Linked DNA regions of Mus musculus: region 2 is linked to region 1. The links are chromatin contacts, called in public Hi-C maps. All regions are on one chromosome and are shown on one strand. Each heading gives the region's core, a stretch centred on a gene start, on an enhancer-like site or on the middle of the called end of the contact. The rest is flanking DNA. Distances are from core to core; before and after follow the strand shown.

The links. A called contact is a pair of places that touch in the nucleus more often than the background predicts.
Region 2: a Hi-C map of cortical glia shows a contact between it and region 1, with 2.5 times the contacts expected there. The contact joins two enhancer-like sites. A contact is called at or near these places in 2 of 15 datasets of contacts at CTCF or cohesin (both in the NIH/3T3 cell line), 28 of 484 Hi-C or Micro-C datasets (the 3T3-L1 cell line, 3T3-L1-derived adipocytes, the AML12 cell line and 22 more), 11 of 115 datasets of contacts at active chromatin or transcription factors (the NIH/3T3 cell line, bone marrow-derived macrophages, cardiomyocytes and 8 more) and 1 of 9 other capture datasets (adipose tissue).

The regions. Positions count from the first base shown.
Region 1 is chr6:34,502,471-34,508,143 of GRCm38.p6, reverse strand. Bpgm (2,3-bisphosphoglycerate mutase) reads right to left here. Exons shown (of 3, transcript NM_007563.5): 3 at 3,008-3,873. The coding sequence ends at 3,695. Among named protein-coding and RNA genes, the nearest start is that of Gm52898, 6.5 kb to the left of the region's middle. Within about 2 kb of position 2,058, at least 26 of the 459 cell types and tissues checked have an H3K27ac peak or open chromatin away from gene starts, as enhancers often do. A contact at or near this core is called in cortical glia, where this site is marked.
Region 2 is chr6:34,893,119-34,898,791 of GRCm38.p6, reverse strand. It overlaps Wdr91 (WD repeat domain 91), which reads left to right. Exons shown (of 15, transcript NM_001013366.1): 7 at 2,453-2,611. Among named protein-coding and RNA genes, the nearest start is that of Wdr91, 15 kb to the left of the region's middle. Within about 2 kb of position 2,286, at least 30 of the 459 cell types and tissues checked have an H3K27ac peak or open chromatin away from gene starts, as enhancers often do. A contact at or near this core is called in cortical glia, where this site is marked.

The DNA of each region.
Region 1 (5,673 bases), core at 809-3,308:
AGACCATCCACAGGTCCAAGCCTGAGTTACAATACCTTGGCAGAGCTGCTTTTGGGTTCTATGGAGCAACCAGGAAGGAACGGACACCAGCAACTTTCACTTTACCTGAGAAGGCCAAGCTCTTTGTCTTGTTTGGATTGAACATGGTCAGTGGGGATGGAGGCAAGAAATGAGGAGCATGGCGGTGGCTGTAAGTGGTCATGGTAGCAATGTGACCACCATGGGAGAACCCTTTATGCTACACTAAAGTTCTTTGTTATAAAAAGATTTTCAGTGTACTGGCAATTTACAATAAACAGTTAGCCCTAACTCAGATAAGAGATTAGGTTGTGGTTTTACTGTGTGTACACAGCAGTGCTGCTGCTCTCTCGTCTGCTTTTAAAACTTTGTCAAGGTAGGAACTTGGGAGATAGCACAAGCGATGAGTCCGACCACAGAACCCATGAAGGAAGGAAGGAAGGAGGAGGGAGGAGGGAGGAGAAGAAGAAAGTGGAGGAGGAGGAGCAGCAGCAGCTGGGTATGGAGGCACACATTTGTTATCCCAGTCCTGGGGAGGTGAGGGACTGGGCAGCCAACCTCGAATGCTTCTTAAGCTCCAAACCATCGAGAGGTCCTTCCTGAAGACGGACACACAGACACACAGAAACTTGTCCAAGTAACATAACACGTTGGGTTCAACTTAACCGTTCTAAGATCTTAAAGACTAAAGAGCTACCCCACCTTGCCTTCTTTATTTCTGTTACTATGTTTACTGCCTACAAAGAGAGGCTAATTTAGTTCATGGTCCTGGAGGCTAGATGGGCCAAAAGCTAGGAGCTGGTGTGGACCTAGATGGTGACAGCAGAGCAGACATGCCAAACTGGAGCCACAACAACACTTCAGGCCTCTCTTAAGATAAAGCATTAATGCCACCATCAGGCCCCACCCCCATGACTTCATTTAATCCTAATTACCTAATGGCCCCACCTCCAAAAAGCATCAACACGGGAAATTGGGGGTTAAGTTTCATTCAACCACAACACTCCTGGATAAATACAACTATCAGTTATAGAATCACTTCAGTTCAACCTTTAATTCTGTCAAATAACTTGCCATTAAAAATTGGATCATTAAACTCGTCTTATTTTTTTATGTTCCATATTTGCCTTGGATTCAGTGGCCACAACTAGATCTCCTGGGAGACAAGGCAGTTTATTGCAACAAATGCACTAAAGGAGCCCAAAATTTGTATCAAGCCAATCACACAAAAGATAAAATCAGAAAATATGACCAGGACCTGCCGTGTTGAGGAAATGGCGGGGTGGTTCTGAGAGAAGGGAACCCTTTTTCCTATGGGGAGCTGAACTTTATGAAGATTATGTGTCGCCACAGACTAAAAATGGCTAAAACTGACAGCGTGGATGAGAAGTCTTCTGTCTTTGGAAGGCTGCTTTCCTTGAGTTCATTTCGTCAACGTCAGGAAGGGACTGAGAAAATACAGACCTATTTTCAGTATATACAGTACCAAGTGCCCATGGGGAAGGTGGCTGCTTGATCTGAAACCTCTGCTAGAATAAACAAATGGCCGACAGGAAGGAAGACCCTGCACTTCAACAAGAGAGGGCAAGGGCCTAAGATGAGAAACAGCTGGCTGATTGGAGGCAAGAATCGCCTTGGGAATAGATCACGATGGTTTTCTTGCACACCAGAAAGCATCCTATCGGAGGGGGCGTCGTCATCTCAATGGCAACATTACTCTCAGTGCTAAAACATTCAATTTCTGGATGGAACGGAACTCTTTTGAAAAGACACGTCTGTAGTGTCGTGGGATGCTCCACTCAGCTGACACAGCGAAGGTGCTGCTGGCTTGGCTTCTGCCTCGTCTTAGCACACTGAACAGAGCAGAGGAGACCTGTCAAGCTGGCCCCAGGGAACCCACAGTGACTTACTCCAGGGACATTTATAGCGAGGCTGTCGTCCTTTGCTTTAGAAGAAAAAAACTGCTCATGTCTGTCCCAGTTTCAGAGAGAGGCCGAGATTAGGATGCAGGTCAGACCCACTTCCAGAAATCCCAGATCCGTGTTACCAAGGCAAAGAGAACTGCTTCACTGGCTGGTCGGGAGGCTGGAGCGCTGCAGCTGTTAACAGTTGGTTTATGTAAGTTTCCCTCCATAAATATTCCTTCTGCTCACAAATATTTCGGTCAAATCGCAAAACCCAGTAAATATCAGAAAGCACTGGCAAAATCGCCTAGAGACGTCTCTAAGATTCCAAATGCTTTCTTTCTTTGTTTATCTCTGTAGCCATCTTTTCTGCCAGTCCCTAAAGATGCTGAATCAAAAACCAAAACCAGCCAGGCATGGTGGCGCATGCCTTTAATCCCAGCACTCAAGAGGCAGAGGCAGGTGGATTTCAGAGTTCAAGGCCAGCCTGGTCTACAAAGTGAGTTCCAGGACAGCCAGGGCTATACAGAGAAACCCTGTCTCAAAAAACCAGATTTAAAAAAAAAAACCAAGCTGGATACCAAGCCGCAGCAATGATTTAGAACTGGTTTCCACCAAAGGCCCGTTTTATTATAAAATGGATACAAGTAAATTAACCCACTCCTGGAAAAAAGCATGAAAAGATGGTAACATCTATCGTAAGTACTATGTCTGCAAAATGTGTGCATGACTGTCACTGGAATATCGAGGACTTGCTTTCAGGGAGGCAACAGCCTAAAGAAACGGCAGCTGTCACACAGCACCTGAACACACTTCACTTCTGCTCACAGCCCACCTAAACTAGGATGTGGACTGTAATCTTTTGTACCTAGCCGAGGAACAGCAGATATACAGCAGACGCTCTCACAGGCTGTCAGCCTGCTCAGGTGAATAAAATCACACGCACCACGGTCAACTTCCCCCAGCCAGCCTTCACTTCAGGGGTGGGTTGTGCTCAACTAATGTAACCTTAGGAGTGCTACAGGAGACGGCGGCCAGGACAAGCTCAGAGGCCCGTCTGAAATTCATCACACACTCGAGGCACCTTGCGCGTGTTGTATGCAGTCACAAAGCTTTATTTTAAACTGTGAAGTCCCCAAAGATTAAAGTTCAAAAGTTAAAAATGAAACAGAAGGATATAAACTGCTACCACTGTGCATACCCTGGTCCTTCTAACTGGCTGAAGTTGGTTTCTACTGACGGCAGACAGGATGGCACTGGGCTAGACATCAAAGGGCCTTGTGCTACTGTGGCGCTCAGATGCCTTCCCTCGGACCCGCCTGTGACTCTGCCATTCGATGCGCCTCTGATCTAAACTGCCCAAGTGCTACCTAGTAGTCTTCTCGAGAAGTATTATTGAATAAAACGGTGACCTGCTCACTGGAATAGCACCTGTCAGTGGTGACTCTGCAATGACTTGTTAAGGATAAACAATTTCATCTCCACTTGTTACTCTCCTGTCTCCAAAACACAAAACCACCCTGGTCAAATCCCCCCGCTGGCTACTACTTTGCAAAGTTAATTCAAACGGGAGGAGCAGAAAAGTTCATTCAGGCTTCAGACAAAGCTCTTCAGCATTCGAAGGTCACGTCTGGGCCACGATAAATTACCTAGTTACCTACACAAACTCTACCACACAGCCTAGACTTAGGGAGAGGGGGCCCGTCGGAGGAGGGGGAGAAGCCCGCTCGGAACACACTGCATGCCACCCCAAACTCGTTCCTGGCCACACTTTATTGTTTGCCTTGTTTCACTTTCCCTTGATCATCCACTTTCTTAATGGCTGCCTGGATGGCCTCCTGGTTGCCCAGGAACTGGTGAGGCCCAACGGCACGCAGGTTCTCATCCAACTCCAGCAGAATCGGAACTCCAGTGGGCAGAGTGATGTTGATAATATCCTCGTCTGAGATACCTGTCGCACAGGAGAGAAGAAACAAGGTGTTAGACAAACTTGGCAGGATGGTCTGTTTAACTGTCGGACTACACATTGAACTTGTCCCATATCAACCGTGGGCCCAAAACCATGAGGGGCCACACCTATCGTTCCAGACACAGACACATAACAGACGAGGGAGACTAGACAGAGTGCTAGGTCTTGGAATTGAACGTTCCTTCTGAGGCGACCTGTTCCTGGCTGTTTCTTATCCAAACCGAAGAAAAGAAAACAGACAACTGTCTTCTGAATGCTAGTCTTAAGATGAGGGTTTTTCATTAAGCACTGAATCTAACTAATTCACTTGATTAGAATGTGGTTAATTTTCCAATACTTAATGGGTTTGAGAGGAAGCACAGCTCAGGGGACTCAGGAAAAAACTTTCCAGGATGCCTATAAACAAGGCCTCTTTCTCCTACTGCCCTTAACATCGCCAGAGGAAGGTGTGTGTGGGGAGGGAAAGAAGGTCACATTTAAAACTTTTTAATATAAGATAATTACAGATAATCCATCTTTGACTACAGGAATAGGGATGGCAGTAGTGGCTGTGGTTGTAAATTTTTATTTTTACAACTGCTTTTAACTTAAACATCTAAAATCCTGGCAACACTCTACAGGATAGTACTTCTCTAGGCACGTAATATGTTATGTGTAAATAACTCATGTATTCACTATTACCACCCTATGGGGAGATGAGCTATCACCTTCTCCAAGTAATGAGGTATGACACAAAGAACTGAAGATTTCACAGGGTATGACAGGGCCTGGATTCAAGTCTGGATACCTGTACCTATGAAAATCCGAGTTCAAAACACAGAGTGAGACCAACACACTGAAAGGCAACTGAAAGTGTACGCATCGTCTACTGTAAGAAGACATGCCACACTTTTCCAGACTTGTAGACTCTAACCATTGGGCTCTCCTCTGCACTAATGGCAAGGAGCTAGGTGCAGTTCTGAGCAGCGGGTAAGCGTTTACCTTCACTTGGCGGTGGCAGAATAAACTATTACTGGTTAGTTATAAATATGCCTTGCTGTTCTAATTAGTCACCAGTCAAAACTGTGTGCACCAGCTGAGAATCTTGGAATCGCTGCCCTGGGTCCTTATTGATGGAGAAGCTCTTTATTCTGATTTCATGTCTTGGGCCAAAAGAGCTACCTATTGATGTCTATGTACAAACTACCCACATATGCACAGCTATGGAACACAGGGGATTCCTAACTTTAGAAAACTGGGTTTCTTCTAAGCATACTGCCCCAGAGCCTCAACATGCTATGCAATGGGTTTTAGGGAAGGGGCCTTCCTGAGCCTCCAACATTCCCGTATCTCAGCTAAGCATTCATAATCGGATATTCATATCCACTCATTCATAAGCTCTCTCTGACCTTGCACTATGGAAGGGCTGTGGGGAGAAGACGTAGCTTAGGTGAGAATGACACAAGAAACAATGCAGAGCGTTGTTCCCTTCCCACCTGTGAATCCTCTTCTAGACAGTTTCCAAACACAACGTAGCCAGCCCACTGCTGAGCCGCATGGGGCCCCTGCCTCACACAGTAATGTCACCCAAGATTGCCACCACAGTCCGAAGCTGGCAAGGACAAAGGCACTCGGCCCAGGCACTGGATGTTCAGCAGACATGACAGCCTTAGATTCTGAGAGCCCTCTGATTCCATCAGTGAGAAAGCTAGCTAGCTGGCTTTGCGGCAGCTACCACATGCCTCCCCTGGAGGAGGGCAGGACAGCTGGCCCCACCGCATGTGGAGCAGAGCCAGAGGACCA
Region 2 (5,673 bases), core at 1,037-3,536, 390 kb before region 1:
CCACTGAGCCATCTCACCAGCCCTGCACTCCCCTTTCTAGTACTTTCTAGGTTTGCATTTCTCTTTATGACTTGACTGCACCTCTCATTCCTATAGCTGTTTGCTCTCTTCTTCGGCATCTAGTGGCCAGCATGGCGTGCCTCGGATCTGCTGTCTCACACATCTGCACGCTTACCCTTGAAAATCCCTCCTTTTCTCTGGATATGTTCCCAGAGCCACAGCCTGGACCTCACTGCGCTAGGACACCCCCCTCTCTCTCACATCCTCCTGGAGTCACTTTCCCCTCAAGACTTTTTGTCAGCTAGATGAGCATAACCAGCCAGCTGCCCAGTGTGGTAGTCTGCTTCCCACTTCTTTACTCTCTGTTAAATGGAATTGGCAGCAAAAGAATTCCTCAGAGGCTCTGCTTATACAGGCCAGGCACCTGCAGCCCAGGAGCAGGAAAGCCAACACAGCCAGAGTGAGTTTGTTTGTTTCATTTGTTTTCTGGTACTAGACTCCGAATCCAGGGCCATGCACATGATAGGCAAGCACCCCCCTGGCTCTTTAAAACTATTGTATAAAATTACCTTCAGGCTGCAGGTATAGAAGGTATATGAAGCATAGATGCATTTTATGTTTAGATGTGTGTCACCTCCCCCAAGATATTTTATAATACATATGCAGATATCCTAAGACCTGGAGAAATGAAACCCAAACACTTCTGGTCTTCAGCTTGGTGGGTAAGGAATCCCCAGTCTGTAGTAGAATGAGAGAGGTCAGTGTCCCTGCAGACCCTCACGGCTCTGGTGGCCTCACCTAGCCAGCAGCCAGGCACTCCTAGGGCCTGGGCAGGGTGTAGGTTGCTGGTAAGAGGATTGTCCTATGAGAGAGGGTGGAAAGAACTCTCAAAGGGCTAAGTCTCCTGCCGGGCGGGTGTCAGCATCTAGTGAGCACACGGTCCTGGTCCTCCCGGCATCTCCTTCCCTCTAGCTCTCTGTCCACATAGAGAATGCCAGCCAGCATTTTGGGGTCTGTTTGAAGGGATCTGCTTCCATCGCATTGTGGCTTCTCCTTCGCTTCTGGTTTAGCCTTTTTGTTCTTACCTGAAAGGATAATGCAAACAAGGCTCTCTCTTCCCTACCATCTCCCTTTGGGTTTTATCATTCTGTATTGCCATCAGGAACTGATGAGTGTTCCTGGTTTTCCACAGCCTCACCAGCAGCTGCAGCATCTGGTGCCAGCCCCAGAACTGTGGCCAGCATGATGTGTATAAAATGGAGTCTCAGACCAGATTTTAAAAAAATTGAAGTGTGTGTGTCAGTGTGAGAGGGAGGGAGGGAGAGATGACAGACAGGACAGACAGACACCAGATAGACATGTATGTGCATGTACCGGAGCACAGGTGTGGAGGTCAGGGGATAACTTTTGGGAGTTACTCTTTGCCATCCAGGTCAGTAGACAGGAGAATGGTAGATTGTGTCTTGAGGGTTGGCCCTCCAGGACACCATCCTGCCTCAGCACTTTGCAGACAGTGGCCCACAGCTGTCGTCACCTCCTGTTGCTCACAGGAAGGGAAGAGCTGTCTTGGGGTAGGTGGAGGTTACTAGATCCATCCCTTTGTTATAGATTTGGACCTTTTCACTCTTGGTGTGAAAAAGTGAGAACATTTTCAGTGTCTTTCCTTTCTAATTTACCTTACACAGAGATCCTCGAGTGTCTAGCGTGAGTTCGGTTGAAAATGTCTTTTAGTTTAGTCAGTTGCAAACCAAATGACTTAGTGGTCCTGGACTGTTTTTTTTTTTTCTTTGACTGTTGCAGCAGGGTTTCTCTGTGTAACAGCCCTGGCTGTCCTGGAACTCTCTCTGTTGGCCTCCTTCCTCTATTTCCAGACTGCTGGGATTAAAGGCCTGTGCCACCAGGCATGGCTCCCAACTTTTTGTTTTATTTTGCTGTTTTTGAGATCGAACTCAAGCTTTCTTGCCTGCTCTGCCTCTGACACCCCTCCCCCATAGCCCATTTTTTTATTTGTTCACAATAGCCAGCTTAGTCATGTAGTTGACGCAAAACAACAGTCTGTATTGTGTTTCTTTTTTACTACAGAGAAAATTGTGTGTGTGTGTACTTAATATTGTCCAAATGTTGTTACATATAAATTCTGATATTACCCATTGTGAAACTTGACCTGTTATAAAGTACTGGGCTCCTATAACAAAAATTGATCATTTCTGTTGGCTCATAGAGATTATCTCTGCCTCTGTCCGGGCGAGAGTGCAGGCTAAGGGCAGCAAATGACCTAGCACAGAGGAGCTCAGTCTGGAGGCCTGCCTGGCCGGTTTGAACCTCCTGCCCAGGCCAGCCGAGGAGGGCCTTTCCTAGGAGCTAGTCGGGGGAGGGGTGCCATCCTTCCCGCTGCAGACACTGTCTGGACAGCCTGAATGAGACTTCCCACAGCCTGCTTCTCACCCTCTAGGCTACCAAGGGAAAGGACTCAGTGCCCGGGGCCAAGGATGGGAAGAGCCTTCTGAGCGGGCCGGTCCCCGGGGAAGCCAGCTGGACACATCAGCGACAACGGCGTCTGCAGGACCACGGCAAGGAGAGGAGGGAGCTGCTCTCTACGTCCTCCTCCCAGGTATAGGGTGCCTGGGCAGCGAGGGATCCGTTGGGGGTCCCTCTGAGTTCTGCTCTTAGGCAGGGCCTGCTCTGGCCTGGTTGGTTGGTATCACACTGTGGTTTTGGTGTTCTGTTTGGCCTGCTCTTCTGATAGTATTTTCTCAAGTGGGACCAGAAGGATCTCTGTAAGATGAGTTCTGAGGACCCCCACATACCAGACTTTCCCATGGGTGAGCTGTATGCGGCATCACGGCATGGGGCCCGTGACTTGATCTAGGTCTGACCCAGCATCCCTTTCCTGTGCTTCCCATGGTGGCCCTGCTGTGTGGCTGCTGTGCTGACAGCCATGTGCTTGCTCACTAAGATGATGTAGCCATACCTTCCCTGTTGGGAGCCCTGGAGACAGAGGGACTTGCTGTGGGGACGGCAGATGGCATCCGCTTTTCCTGATGGTGTCAGCTGTTCCTACCAAAAGCCCGAGGGACTTACTGGCTCACTCCCTGGGACACACTCTCCTGGGTGTGTCCTCTTGTCCACAACTGTGCCCTTATGCTAGTAGCTTAGTGGTGGCGAGCACACACTGTGGTCTTTTGAAAGATTCCAGCTGCTTCTAGAGTCTTGTCACAGCCCCGTCGCCCCCTTGGTGTTGCTGTCCTGAGGTATAACTGGAAGGCTATCAGGTGGCCCATGCACTATAGGTCTTGGGTGGGTCTGGATGAGCAGTGAGGGAGCGTAGTGAAGGACACTGGTTGCCACAGGAAGGCAGATGCTGGACTGCCCCTGAGAGCCCTGAGGCCTCTCTTCCTGCCTTCACACTAGCCTCAGTTTCCTTGGTCCACGCATCAGGAACATATCCTGGTTGGCATGGGTGCACTGTCACGGCCAGGCTTCACTTGACAGCTCTGTCTTCACACCTTTCTGTGTTTTCACCTTTGCCAGCCGGCACTCTTAGGGAAGGTGTTTAGCATCTGCCTCAGTCTAGTTCCCACACATGTAAGTGGGGTGGTAGAGACATCATCTGGAAGTGAGTTAAAGGTAAGCTATAGCCACTCAGCACAGTCAGCTCCCATTAAACGCTGTTCCCTACCTGTGCTGGGTAGATTTATGTCAACTGCATAAGCTATAGCCATCAGAAGGAGGGAGCCTTAATTAAGAAAATGCATCCATAGTATTGGGCTTATAGGCAAGCCTGTAGGACTTATTTTAAGTTAGTGATTGATGGGGAGGGCCCAGCCCAGTGTGGGTGTGGTCATCCCTGGGCTGGTGGTCCTGGGTTCTATAAGAATGCAGGTTGAGCAAGCCATGAGGAGTAAGCCAGTAAGCAGTGCCCCTCTGTGGCCTCTGCATCAGCTCCTGCCTCCAGGTTCCTGCCTTGTTTGAGTTCGTGGTGTTTCATCACAGCAATAGTAACCCTAAGACACTTGTACTAGGATAGTCGGGTATCACAGTGACAGACCTGATCATGTTGTTTTGGGGAGGATTGTGGAACAGCTTTGTAACTTTGGGTTAGAAGATCCATTGGGTCTTCAAAGCGTGGTCAGCTATTCTGTGAGAGCTCAGAAGGAATGGCTGTTGAGAGGAATGCAGACAGCGGAGGCCTGGCTTGGCTTGAAGTTTCAGAGGGAAATTTGAAAGCCACGTAAAGGCTATCAGGGCCATCGCATGTTTGCTATTTGTGGTTCTGGACCGCTGGGGCTGAAGAGTCACTTGTGACTTATGAGAGACCAGCACCACTGAAGTGAAACCTGTGTTTTCCTGGGACAATTGATGCTGGTCAGCTGGAGCTGAGAAACTAGCTGTGATTAAGAAGAGACCAGCATCACTGAGGTGAGATCTTCTGGGAAGGGTTTCCTGAGAGTCAGCACACAGAAGCTGTGTTGCAGAGGCAGACAAGATTGTACTTGTCTGGCAGCTGAACCTTGGTAACTGTACTGGGTTTGAAGGCATGAAAGGGTCGTGGAGAACAACTGAGGTTTGGTACTGTGAGAAGCCATTGCTGAAGGCACAGCCTCAGTAGCGGTTGAAGGCCCAGAGTCGAAGGGATCATGTAGAGAAGTTGAACTTGGCACCATGAAGAGAGCTGGGGAGAAGCCATTTGTAGTAGGAGACCCCAGCATTTTGGAGGTGCCAGTACCATGGATGGTGACCACCAGGACCAGCAACAGTGATGGAGTGGAGGCTGCCCATGCTTAGGAGACAAGCTGAGTGTGCTGCAGAGGGGGGAGCCAGAGGAGACCCTGGAGGAGCCCAGAAGATCCCAAGTGAATCCCGGATGCTGAACCTGGCGTTTTACACTGTTGGATTCGGATTTGCTTTCTTCAGACTGTGGTGCCTGTGCCCTGGTTCTTGCCTTTTGAAGTAAGAAAGTCCTTGCTTTTAATGTTATAGGAACTCAGTTGAGACACTTTAAGCTTTGGTTTTGGTTTTGGTTTTGGTTTTTCGAGACAGGGTTTCTCTGTGTAGCCCTGGGTGTCCTGGAACTCACTCTGTAGACCAGGCTGGCCTTGAACTCAGAAATCCACCTGCCTCTGCCTCCCAAGTGCTGGGATTAAAGGCATGCGCCACCACACCCTGCATTAAACCTTTTTTTTTTTTTTTTTTTAAAAAGGGAATTTGGAGTTTTACAGGACTTTAGATTAGAGAGACTAGATATTTTTAAAGAGTCAACTTTTAAAGTGTTTGAATTTGTAAGGCTATGGGACTTTTTAAGTTTATGAAATGTTTTATATTGTGCTGTCTTATTTGTATGATCTTGGGGATGAACAAAAAGGGAAGGGTATGGTTTATCAGCGACGTGCTTGTCAGGCTGACAATGGCTCAGTTTTGCTGGTTAGTTTTGTGACAACTTGACACAGGCTACCCTCATTTGAGAGGAGGGAACCTTGATTGAGAAAATGCCTATATGATATTGGGCTGTAGGCAAGCCCTTAGGGCAGTGGTTCTCAACCTTCCTAATCCTGCAACTCTTTAAGATAGCTCTTCATGTTGCACTGACCCCCAACCATAAAATTATTTTCTTGCTTCTTCGTGAATGCATTTTTGCTACTGTTACGAAGCACAATATTGTAAATATCTAATATG